Regions from separate parts of the Mus musculus genome. Here regions 1, 2 and 3 are each linked to region 4. Evidence: chromatin contacts called from public HiChIP or PLAC-seq and promoter capture Hi-C data. All regions are on one chromosome and are shown on one strand. The core of a region is the stretch at or near the end of the contact, and the rest is flanking DNA. Distances in the headings are between cores, read along the strand shown. Region 1 overlaps Slc5a11 (solute carrier family 5 (sodium/glucose cotransporter), member 11). Region 2 overlaps Slc5a11 (solute carrier family 5 (sodium/glucose cotransporter), member 11). Region 3 overlaps Arhgap17 (Rho GTPase activating protein 17). Region 4 holds the start of Aqp8 (aquaporin 8).

The links. Promoter capture Hi-C pulls out the DNA fragments that hold promoters and counts their contacts. HiChIP or PLAC-seq counts read pairs in DNA pulled down with a chosen protein or histone mark.
Region 1: a promoter capture Hi-C map of the HPC-7 cell line shows a contact between it and region 4. The contact joins the enhancer-like site here to the promoter of Aqp8 in region 4. A contact is called at or near these places in 9 of 39 promoter capture datasets (the C10 cell line, the HPC-7 cell line, cranial neural crest and 6 more), 4 of 484 Hi-C or Micro-C datasets (the G1E-ER4 cell line, embryonic stem cells, extraembryonic endoderm stem cells and 1 more), 5 of 115 datasets of contacts at active chromatin or transcription factors (embryonic stem cells, extraembryonic endoderm stem cells and stem cell-derived neural progenitor cells) and 4 of 9 other capture datasets (adipose tissue, embryonic stem cells, liver and 1 more).
Region 2: a contact with region 4 is called in an H3K27ac HiChIP or PLAC-seq map of extraembryonic endoderm stem cells. The contact joins the enhancer-like site here to the promoter of Aqp8 in region 4. A contact is called at or near these places in 17 of 39 promoter capture datasets (the C10 cell line, the HPC-7 cell line, Sertoli cells and 11 more), 1 of 15 datasets of contacts at CTCF or cohesin (the NIH/3T3 cell line), 62 of 484 Hi-C or Micro-C datasets (the AML12 cell line, B cells, the Ba/F3 cell line and 41 more), 19 of 115 datasets of contacts at active chromatin or transcription factors (the 230-238 cell line, acute myeloid leukemia, astrocytes and 6 more) and 5 of 9 other capture datasets (adipose tissue, embryonic stem cells, liver and 2 more).
Region 3: a contact with region 4 is called in a promoter capture Hi-C map of hippocampal neurons, with 2.5 times the contacts expected there. The contact joins the enhancer-like site here to the promoter of Aqp8 in region 4. A contact is called at or near these places in 19 of 39 promoter capture datasets (the 3T3-L1 cell line, 3T3-L1-derived adipocytes, the C10 cell line and 12 more), 1 of 15 datasets of contacts at CTCF or cohesin (the G1E-ER4 cell line), 62 of 484 Hi-C or Micro-C datasets (B cells, the Ba/F3 cell line, CD8 T cells and 27 more), 5 of 115 datasets of contacts at active chromatin or transcription factors (embryonic stem cells, extraembryonic endoderm stem cells, pancreatic cancer cells and 2 more) and 5 of 9 other capture datasets (adipose tissue, embryonic stem cells, liver and 2 more).

Annotation. Positions count from the first base shown.
Region 1 is chr7:123,246,972-123,249,671 of GRCm38.p6, forward strand. Slc5a11 (solute carrier family 5 (sodium/glucose cotransporter), member 11) reads left to right here. Exons shown (of 17, transcript NM_146198.2): 7 at 967-1,071. Among named protein-coding and RNA genes, the nearest start is that of Slc5a11, 33 kb to the left of the region's middle. Within about 2 kb of position 1,435, at least 11 of the 459 cell types and tissues checked have an H3K27ac peak or open chromatin away from gene starts, as enhancers often do. A contact at or near this core is called in the HPC-7 cell line, where this site is marked.
Region 2 is chr7:123,225,098-123,227,797 of GRCm38.p6, forward strand. All of the region lies in intron 1 of Slc5a11 (solute carrier family 5 (sodium/glucose cotransporter), member 11), which reads left to right. Among named protein-coding and RNA genes, the nearest start is that of Slc5a11, 12 kb to the left of the region's middle. Within about 2 kb of position 1,269, at least 9 of the 459 cell types and tissues checked have an H3K27ac peak or open chromatin away from gene starts, as enhancers often do. A contact at or near this core is called in CD8 T cells and extraembryonic endoderm stem cells, where this site is marked.
Region 3 is chr7:123,292,695-123,295,394 of GRCm38.p6, forward strand. Arhgap17 (Rho GTPase activating protein 17) reads right to left here. Exons shown (of 20, transcript NM_144529.2): 17 at 1,778-2,011. Among named protein-coding and RNA genes, the nearest start is that of Arhgap17, 76 kb to the right of the region's middle. Within about 2 kb of position 1,372, at least 23 of the 459 cell types and tissues checked have an H3K27ac peak or open chromatin away from gene starts, as enhancers often do. A contact at or near this core is called in the HL-1 cell line, hippocampal neurons, pancreatic cancer cells and 1 more, where this site is marked.
Region 4 is chr7:123,461,003-123,463,702 of GRCm38.p6, forward strand. It overlaps Aqp8 (aquaporin 8), which reads left to right and starts at 1,292. Exons shown (of 6, transcript NM_001109045.1): 1 at 1,292-1,456; 2 at 1,572-1,816. The coding sequence starts at 1,445.

The DNA.
Region 1 (2,700 bases), core at 185-2,684, 210 kb before region 4:
CTGCAACAGGAAGTTGCTGAAGGAGAACAGACAATGCCTGCTGCTCAATCTATTATTTTTCTGGGTTTCCTTAAAATTGGGACTGGTTTTCTACTTATAGTAGCCATTTAAACTTCATTTTCAAGGGTTGGAGTGTAGCTCAGAAGTAGAATACTTACTTAATGTGCAAGAGGCCCAGAATTCAATTTCTAGCACTGTTTTTTGTTTTTTGTTTTGTTTTGTTTTTTTTTTGTTTGTTTTGTTTTGTTTTAAATATCTCCAGGCATGGTTGTGCTTCTAGCACTTGAGAGGCAGAGGCAGAGGCAGGCTGAGTTGAAGGTCTACAAAGTGAGTTCTAGGACAGTAAGGGACACATAGAGAGAGCCTATCTTGAAATCTCCCCCTCAGAAAACCAAAAGCATTTAGTAAAAAACCAAAAGTTTTTAAGTATAAAGTTAAGTAGAAAGGCAGGTTTGCTTAAATAGAAAAAAAAAAAAAACCACATTACAGAAATTCGGCCTACATCTAAACTAGGATGGAGAACATCCTGTCTCATGTCTGGGGTAGTGACATGGCTCAGCTGGGAAAGGTGCTTGCTGCCAAGCCTGGCAACTTGAATTTGATCCTCACACCCACATGATGGAAGGAGAGAGTCAACTTGTGCAAGCTGTCCTCTGACTTCCACATTTGTGCTGTGGCATGCAGTCGTTATGTGCACACACACACACACACACACACACACACACACACTCATGAACACACACCTGAAACACAATAGTTAGGTACAGAACCCTGTCTAGACTCAAATGCCTCCACAGTCTGCCCCTCCCCAAGTCCTCGTCCTCATTGTTTCCCATGGAGAAGCCAAAAAGATACTCTGTGCTTCTGACTTCAGTGGTCATGGGAGAGATGGGCGGGGCTGGTAGCCAAGCTGAGGAGGCAAATGCCCAAGGCCACCTGGGGGCTACAAGCGTTTTCAACCCCCAGGTAACCACGATGCCAGAATATCTAAGGCGGCGCTTTGGGGGCAACAGGATCTCCATCACCCTGGCTGTGCTCTACCTGTTCATCTACATCTTCACCAAGATCTCGGTAAGGTGGACACACAGCCTAGCCATGCTCCTACGGCACGGTGAGAGGCTAACCGAGTGCATGCAAGGCATTTCTTCCATATCACTTCTCTCTGGGGCAGGTTTGATGTTAGAGGGGATAGAGAGAGGGGAGGAGGCAGAAGAATCATGAATAAAGGCCAGGCAGAGGCAAGGAATCCCTCCCTAGGCCTGCCAAAGTTTGTTTGGTGACATCTCAGCATGAACAGAGATCCAAGAACCACCCCCACTTCCTTGCCCTGTGACCTTCCTCCAGAAACGAGAGAGTGGGCAGATCTTAATCAGATGTGCTGGGGACTGCCTGGGCATGCCTCACGCTGACCTTTGGATGGGCTAGTCTCCAGGAAGGTGGCAAACACCACATGCACTGTAGCCTCCAGGCTGGACTGCTCAGCAGGATCAGCTCAAGATGTCACCCCTGGGGGTGGTGATACTTTTGTCCTACATGGATGTCTGTCCTGCAGGGGCAGAAGACATCCCATCTAGTACAAACAGCAGCAACTGACTGTGTCCTGGCTGCAGACTCAAGGCACTCTTTTTAGAATGCTTCCTTATAGTCTGGCACAAGGTGAGTGTCGTCTTAGGCACAGTCCACCAGTTGGAAAGAGGTGTGTCACCATTCCCGATGGCTATACTAACACAAGCTAAAGCTGGAAGATGCATGAAATTATGATGTGTTAAGAGGCAGAGCCCAAAGCCCTAGAGATACAGAGTGAATAAAGAATATGAGGTTACCAACTGGCCAGCATTGAAGGGCCTGGTGTGCAGCTCTTGCTTGCCTACTATGGATGATGTGAGAGCCACACAGGTGAACGAGATCACCCTGGCTGGAACACACAGGTCACAGTGTGGAGGAGGACAGGTAGGAAGAGAGCAGAAGTGGGGAGGCCATGAGGTTGTTGCCAGAGTGCAGGGCAGGTCTCTCAAACTTAACTGCCCACGGGGCTTCATTTTGAGCCCCCTCCCTTCATCTTAGGATGAGATGCATGAGGAAATAATGTGTGTAGCTTTTCTGTATTTGTTAGAGTTTGAAAGAGAGTCTGGTCATGGGGAGTTGCTGGGAATGCCCATCATAATCTATTCTCCTCTTCAATCACTCACCCATTCCCTGTCCCATGCATCCACCTACTTCCTCGTCCATCCATCCATCTGTCCATCCATCCATCTGTCCATCCATCCATCCATCCATTCATCCATCCATCCATCTATCCATCTGTCTGCCCACTCTGTCATCCATCCATCCATCCATCCATCCATCCATCCATCCATCCACTCCTTCATCCATCTATCCATGCATCCATCCATCCACTCATCCATCCATCCATCCATCCACCCATCCACTCATCCATCCATCCATCCATCCATCCATCCATCCATGCATCCATGCATCCATCCATCCATCCACTCCTCCATCCATCCATGCATCCACTCCTTCATCCATCTATCCATGCATCCATCCATCCATGCATCCATCCATCCATGCATCCATCCATCCACTCCTTCATCCATCTATCCATGCATCCATCCATCCACTCATCCATCCATCCATCCACCCATCCACTCATCCATCCATCCATCCATCCATCCATCCATCCATCCATGCATGCATCCA
Region 2 (2,700 bases), core at 19-2,518, 240 kb before region 4:
GCAAAGGGCCTGGGTTCAATTTACACCACTCATATCAGGCAGGTCACAATTGCCTACAACTCCAGTGTCAAAGGATCTGACATCTTCTTCTAGCTCTGCAGACACTTGCATGTACCCGGTGCACATACACTCAGGCACATACATGTACACATAAAACAATCCTTTAAATTTTATGCAGGCTAAGGTGTTTTGTTACAGCTGCAGTAACGGACCAAGCAGCCTTGAAGCCACCCTGTACTTTGCCCAGGCAGAGCCCTTGCCTTCACACTCCTTGCCCATCTCCGCCTGCTACTTGAGCACTCTGTCCTCAACTGCTCAAGCTACTTCATTGTGATTATCAGCATTTTACTGCAGAGCTGGGAATGGAACCTGGGCCCTCGTGCACACAAGACAAGTGCTCTGCCACCAGGCTGCATGCCCAGGCCCTCCACTTCTTTATTAAAAATTCTTTAATTGCATTATTTAACCTGGGGCAAAGATGTGCACTGGGGATACTGATCTTTCAGAATGTGAGAGATTTTGACCATGACTATTTGTGCCATGGGACACCTAGTTTGTCCAGATGCACAAATGCTGCAATGGACAGAACTACCTCATAGCTAAGGCTTTCAGACACTCCAGATAGTCATGGGGGCAAAAACCATGCTTGTAAGTATATGAGTCTAGAACCTTCTCCAATTTATGGAAGACACTAGTGGATTTGTTTTGTTTTTGTTTTATGAAACAGGGTCTCTCTACATAGCCTTGGCTTTCCTGAAAGTAACTACATAGACCAGGTTGACCTTGAACTCATAGAGATCCTCCTGTCTGTGCCTCCCAATTCCTGGGATTGAAGGCATGTACCACTACGCTTACATGTCCTTGTTTTTAATATTCATTGCATCATCTAAAATATGTTCCTTAGGGCTCTTTCTTAAATTGGAAGCATGGTATATCATAATGATAGTTCAATTTATAAATTTAAATATTTGCCTGCCTTCCTTCCTTCCTTCCTTCCTTCCTTCCTTCCTTCCTTCCTTCCTTCTTTCCTTCCTTCTTTCTTTCCTTCCTTCACTGGTCAGTTTTTCATTCACTTGTCACAAGCTGGACTCATCCGGGAAAAGGGAACCTCAATCAAGTAAATGTCCCTGTAAAGCTGGCCTCTAGGACAAGACTGGGAGCATCTTTTTAACTGATGACTGCTGAGGGAGGACCTGACCCTACTGTGAGTGGTGCCTGGGCAGGTGGCCCTAGGGTGTATAGGAAAGCAAGCAGGGAAGACAGGAGGAACAACCCACTAAGCAGCATCCCTCCGTAGCCTCTGCTTGAGTTTCTGACTTGGCTTCCCTCAGTGGTCCATGACCCAAGATATGTAAGTCAAACGAACCCTCTCCTCCCCAAGCTGCCTGTGGCCGAGGCTGATTGCAGCAATGGAAAGCAAGCAAGGGCTGCTTCTCTTTTGGTTTCATTTTACAGTGCTGGGGCCTGTCTCAGCAGGCAGCAATGGGGGTAGACGGCATGCCTCCTCGCACAGCCTATCTTCTGAATTCCTCCACATAAGACACTCCTTTCCTCACCCACCTTGCAGGAAATAGTAAACACATAGTAAAGAAACAGGAGGCTGGGTGGTGGTGGTACACGCCTTTAATCCCAGCACTTGGGAGGCAGAGGCAGGTGGATTTCTGAGTTCGAGGCCAGCCTGGTCTACAAAGTGAGTTCCAGGACAACTAGGGTTATACAGAGAAACCCTGTCTCGAAAAAGAAAGAAAGAAAGAAAGAAAGAAAGAAAGGAAGGAAGGAAGGAAGGAAGGAAGGAAGGAAGGAAAGAAAGAAAGAAAGAAAGAAAGAAAGAAAGAAAGAAAGAAAGAAAGAAAGAAAGAAAGAAAGAAAAGGAACAGGAAATACTGACCATGATGGTGACTATATTTGTGCAATGATGACGTTCAAGCATCTACACTTGCTGTCAAACAGGCAGCTAGTCTTGGTGGCACAGACTTGTGATCTCTGTACTCAGGGGACTCAGCTATAGGGTTGCAAATTGAAGATTAGCTGTGCAATGGAGTGAAAGCCCCTGGCAGGTTCTTGGTAACCACAAACTTGTTTTGTGTCCTATGTGCAGCATTGCACAGCTTGTTCAGCTTCTCAGGGCTGATAAGGGACAGGGCAGCAATGTGCCTCCATAGCTGGAATTCTTTTTACTTTCTCTCCCTCCTTCTCTCCCTCCCCCTCCCCCCTCCCTCCCTCTTTCCTTCCCTCCCTCCCGTTTCTCAACCCTTCCTTCCTTTGGTATTTATACAAGTTCATGGGTGTTGCAAATATGTGTGCATGTTTATTCGCCCGAAGTCAATTTGGATCTAGTTCAGTAGTCTTTCCTTAGGAACCATCCACATTGTTTTTTTGTTTGTTTTTGAGATAGTGTCCAGAGGGACCTGTGACTATTAGGCTAGCCTGAATGGCCAGCAAACCTCAAAGATCCTCCTGTTGCTGCCTCCCGAGAGCTGAGATGACAAGATTGTATCACTATGGCCAGACTTTTCGTGTTGTTTTGTTTTTTCCCTGGGGACAGAGAATCAAGTTCATGCAGAGAGCACTTCACTGATTATCCCAGCTCCCAGAGCATGAATCCTTAAAGGTTCTGATTTGTTTTAGTCTCTGCATTTATACCACGAAGACCTACACAGACCATCACAGAGTATTGTCTTTGGGGGGGATCTGTCTCAG
Region 3 (2,700 bases), core at 122-2,621, 170 kb before region 4:
AAATCATCGGAACCCAGAGAGATGAAGATTATCTGACATTTTAAAGAGCTCGGATTGGGCAGATAAGTAGATCTTACTCAGAGACTAGGCATTGAGATTCCCTGTAACAGACTAAGTTTCAGCTCCTTTGCCACAGAGATTAAGGCCAAGCATCTCAGAGCATCCACAGTAAGCCTCATGTTCTGTTTTGCATGTCCTTAAATTGGGTGTTATTTTAAGCAAATGAGGCTTGGGGACTTTTTCCTAGCTGTTGTACAAAAGTAACAAACATAAAGCAACTCTGCCATCAGTTACCTGGACTGAGGAGCTCTGAGGAGCTGCCCGATGACAGCCTAAAGCTGACAGCCAATTCAGGCCTCCTACTTCCCGGCTCACAGCTTTCTATACCAAAGATCACATTTTGTCAAGGTCACCAAAGGGCAGATGCCATTGAAGTGTGCACAAAGATATTTCAAGTATAGAAACTAGAAGGCAGACTGATGGCTGACACACACTCCTCTTTCTGCAGACGGCTGACTACTTCCTTAAATATTCAGCTTTGGTTAAACAAACTGCATGTCATAAGGAAATTGGCTTATCACTTGGACAAACAAAAACCATTTACTCTAAAACCAAGGCCCGCATGTCGGAGTGGTCACTGACAGCATGGTACCTCCAGCACATTCCTAAAGCACAGCCAAGACTTCTTGACTGAAAGATGGACTTCCCTAGATTACAGGACTCATGGATGAACATAAGCACTGAGTCCAGCTACGGCGATAAAACAAGAGTCCTGTGCTCTCTCTGACGTCTACTGACATACCTTGCAAGTGCTCCGACCTGAGCTACATCCTCAGCCCTATGCTTTAGTTTTTACTTTGAGACAAGGTCTCACTGTTACCCAGACTGGCCTTGAACTTGTAATTATTCTTCCTTCCAAGTAACTGGGATTATGGGCTAACCACCAAAAAGATGCAATCAGAGTTCCGCAAGGAAACCCATCTGTGTGATAAACCACACATGGTAAACAGGCTTTGCTTTGTGCACATGTACTGCACACATATGCACATTTGTGCATTTGTGACCATGGGGCACTGTGTGGCTGTCCAAAGACAAGGACTAAAACAATGACAACTGAAACATCAGCACTTGGGCAGGGCTCATCTCCTGTAGAGCCACCAGATCTGAAGCAGAGATCAGTCCTGCAGTGGCCTCTGCTTGATCAGTGGAGAACTGGGTGGTACAGAGCAGAAATCTCCAGCCTGAAGGCCTCGTAAGGTAATCCCTGTGAAGCCCAGCTCCCAGCATCGTGTCAAAGTTCAAGCAAATGAACAAGCCTTTTCAGAACACATGCCACCTTACTTTCTTTCTTGGACCCGTGTGCCTAAGGGGTGGAGGGACCCTTAGTCACCCAGTGTGCTGGCAGCCTGGTGCAACAGCAGCTATTTGGCAACTCTGTGCAACTGAATGTAATTATTAAATGAGCAAACGGATGACAAATGGCAAGAATCCTGTGACTCAGCTAGCGCCCAGGCAAAGGGTACGTGAACACTGAGAGCTACACACTGAACAGGTAGAGGCCGAGCACACCATTAGACACCTGTTAGTCTCTACTTTCCAGCACCAAAGCACACCAACATGTGCTGCTAAGCAAACAAGCAATTTGCAATCTCTCTCCCCCACTAACCAAAGGAGTGAAAGCAACTTTGGTTTGCTCTCTGCCGCCACGCCAAAGATGGCCACTTGGAAGTAGGCAGGGGCATCCAGCCTTGTCTGCCAGCAGAAGTGGGCTCCTTACCTGCTGTCACCTGGGCTCAGCCCCTGCTCCAATATGCCCGTAGAAGAGAAGACAGGCCCACCCCCTGAGCTGCTGTCAGCCCTAGAGCTCTGAGAAGGGGGCTCTGGGCCTGCTGGAGCCAAGGCGTTGCCATCCGTGGGCGGGAGTGGCGGCTGGAAAGCGGGGGCTATGTGCTTTCTATTTAGAGTGCCACCCCGCCGGTGGGCCTGGAAGTCCATTAGCTTCACACCAAAGCTACACAGAGAGAAGAAACAGTCAACACACCACACATGCCGACTAGAGAGACAGAAGCCCGCAGGTTCTCACTGTTAAAACCACTGAAGGGACGCCGCCCACGTTGCCCAGCATGCAGGTAAGTGGCAAGACATGTCAGCGGTCATCCCAGTTACCAAAGCAAGCACCTGGTTCTGGCTTTGAACCCTAGCAAAGCCAACCTCACACACTGATCAACAGATGCCCCTGAGCAGGTGGTGTGTGCAGCTGAGAGCAAGCAGGCAGCCTCATGTCGAGTGACACAGTTCTGTGCCGATCGATCGATCGAGTTCCCATCTCACATGTGAGGAGGTGGAAGCCACATCCATAAGCACACCAGTGGCTGTGCAAGGCCACACCACTGCCCCTGAGCTTGCAGGAGACACAGACGCAACTGTGTGTATGTGTGCATTTGGCTGAAAGCTATGGATAGCTGGAAAAAACAGTTGGTTTCTGGTAGGATGGCGTCTGGAGGATGGGGCAGAAGGAACACACTCTTCATTCAGAGCATTAGGGTCTGCATTGCCAAACCTAATTTTCTTTTTTTTTTTTTTTAAGATTTATTTATTATTATATGTAAGTACACTGTAGCTGTCTTCAGACACAAAAGAGGGTGTCAGATCTCATTATGGATGGTTGTGAGCCACCATGTGGTTGCTGGGATTTGAACT
Region 4 (2,700 bases), core at 42-2,541:
GCATGCTGTAAAGATTGGACCCTCCTCATGGAGTGTTCTCCAGGTGAACCTGAGGCAATGTATGCAAGGCTCTTAGCCAGCTGCTGGCACTGTAACATCCGAGTGTGCATTCTAAGGTTGGTGGACGTTAATACATATGAACTCTTGCCCGTGGGTGTCTATATGGGTATTACAGGTCTGTGGGGAAGGGGAACTGGTATAGCTCATGGGGTGTCCCCCCCCCCCCGCTGTAAGTTTTATAGCTTTGAAGGGAAAGGTTTCCTGGCAGTTGGGAGCCAAGGGATACCACAAAGCCATTCTGCATGACAAATTTCATACAAGAGATTTATTAGAAGGGAAAAACCCAGGAGGGTGGCTACCTCTGCTCAGACAAGAAGCGGCAGAGAACTGAGCAGAAGACAGGCTTTATTTTGGGCTTAGGGGTAGGGGAACAGAACTTTCCAGGGTAGAACTTTCCAGGGTGGGGATTAGTGGGACTTCAAATCCTGATCTTGGGCTTTTTACTCTGTAGGGCGGAGCTGGGCCACCTGAGTGGTGATTATAGCAGTTGGAGATCCTCAGGGGCAGGGCCTGGCCACTCGCACGCCATGAGGGGCTTACACATATATTCTGAGTTCATGGACTCTGGCATTTTTGTACTGTATCTGGAGCTACCTTGAGTCCTTTTCATTTCTTCACTCATTGAAGCCCTGTAAGGATGCCATGCCATTAGCTCAGTCGCTGTCATTTGCCGATGAAACAGTGAAAGTGACTCGAGCTCAGTGGCACTCAATTGCGTGGTTAGCTCTTGGCTTGTACAAGCTGAGCTGGGGTGTCAGTGCAGGCAGTGTGAGCAGAGGGGTGCATCTCACTGGTGGTTCCCTGGCTTTGGGTAGGTAAGCCCGTAGGTCCTACTCCTACTCATCCCCAGGTTTCCAAAGTCCACCAGCTTTACCATACACAACAGTGCCATATTGTCCCTACTGCCTTAGGCAGCCAGCAGCCATCATCAGCTCACACACTCGCTGGGTCAGGTGATCAGGGTATTTGTGGAAAAGGTCCTGGGTGGGAAAGAGACCCACGAGGATGGTGGAATGTCAATGGTAGCGGAGCTGGCTGTTACTGAGTGTGCAGTGTCTCCTGCTGGGACCTTCCTCAGGCCTGAGCACTCATGCACATGATACAAGCTAACCACGCCTTTCCTGTTGCTGGCACTAAGCCCAGCAATCATTGATCCCACGTGGCCCTTGCCCTGTTGAGATTAGAAAAAAAAAGTTGACTCTTCTGGGCCACCTCCCATTCGGGCTTTATTGCTTTCTGGACACCTTTGGTGAATGTCCCCAGTCCTTTAAAAGCGCAGAGTCCGCTAGACTCTACCTCCAGTCTGTGACCTAGAGATAAGTGAGTACAATCTAGGGCAGCCGGCGAAGCTCCTGGTAGCTCTGGCTCGGATCTTCTTGAGCAGATGTCTGGGGAGGTGAGTCTGTTGCCTGGGCAAGGGCACTAAGGATTTGGTCAAGGCTGGGGGTGGGGGCTTTTGTCTTGGGGCCTCTGCCACCCATGTTTCCTGTCTTTTTTTCCCCCTACGGCAGACACCAATGTGTAGTATGGACCTACCTGAGGTCAAGGTGAAGACCAGCATGGCTGGCAGATGCCGTGTGTTCTGGTATGAGCAATACGTACAACCATGTATAGTGGAACTTGTGGGCTCCGCTCTCTTCATCTTCATCGGATGTCTATCGGTCATTGAGAATAGTCCGAATACTGGGCTCCTGCAGCCTGCCTTGGCTCATGGGCTGGCCTTGGGGCTCATCATTGCTACCTTGGGGAACATCAGGTGAGACCAGACCTCATCATTAGCTTAGTGCCAATCTGGGGAATTCTTGGGCACCCACTTATGGTCTTACAAACGTGGGGGTGGGTCATCTAGCTCTGCAGTCTGTGAAGACTATTAAATAGGAGTCATACTGTTACTACATGTTAAAGTTAGCTTCGAGCCAACATATACCCATTGCTAGCTATTGCCTCTGCTCTATACTGAGCATGATTCAGATATTTGATTCTAGTGACAAACTTAAGAAATAGGTTCTGTTATTTCCCGTTTTATATTTGCAAAAGAGAAAAGTCCACATCACTGAGATGAGGTATTTGCTACCAGGTGGTGGAGCCAGGAGTCAAATTCAAGCTGTCTGGCTTAGTGTCCAAAGCCGAGGGATTGTCTTGGGGAGATGGGATCGTGGGGTGCTCAGTATTCACTACTGTTGCTGCTACTCTTTGGGAGTGAATTGGAAAAAGCAAAGCGCCGGGTTTTTGTCCACTGCGATGCACAGAAAGTGCAGGGGCTTCAACCTGACAAGAGTGTTTTGTTTTGTTTTGTTTTTTAGAGGCAGAAAAATGACCATCCCTTGGTTTTTTATCTGGGTAGGAGCCCAGTAGAATGGGTTGATGGGAGGTGGGCTGTTTCCCAGAAGAGCCAGCTGTAATGGTAGACATTCCGATTGGGTCATCTGACAGGGGGACTGGGATAGGGCTGTTCTCTATCTCACTCGAAATCAGATCTGAGTGAGGACATTGAGTTACTGCCCTCTGGGAAGAAACAATGGACAGTTTATTATCTCTTTAAATGGGTGGGTGGGGGTGCAGGAGTTCTGGGCAGGGTGAAAGGCACATGACCTTCTATCTAGGTAGGCCTGGTGGCTTCCTGGCTGGGCAACCAAGGCG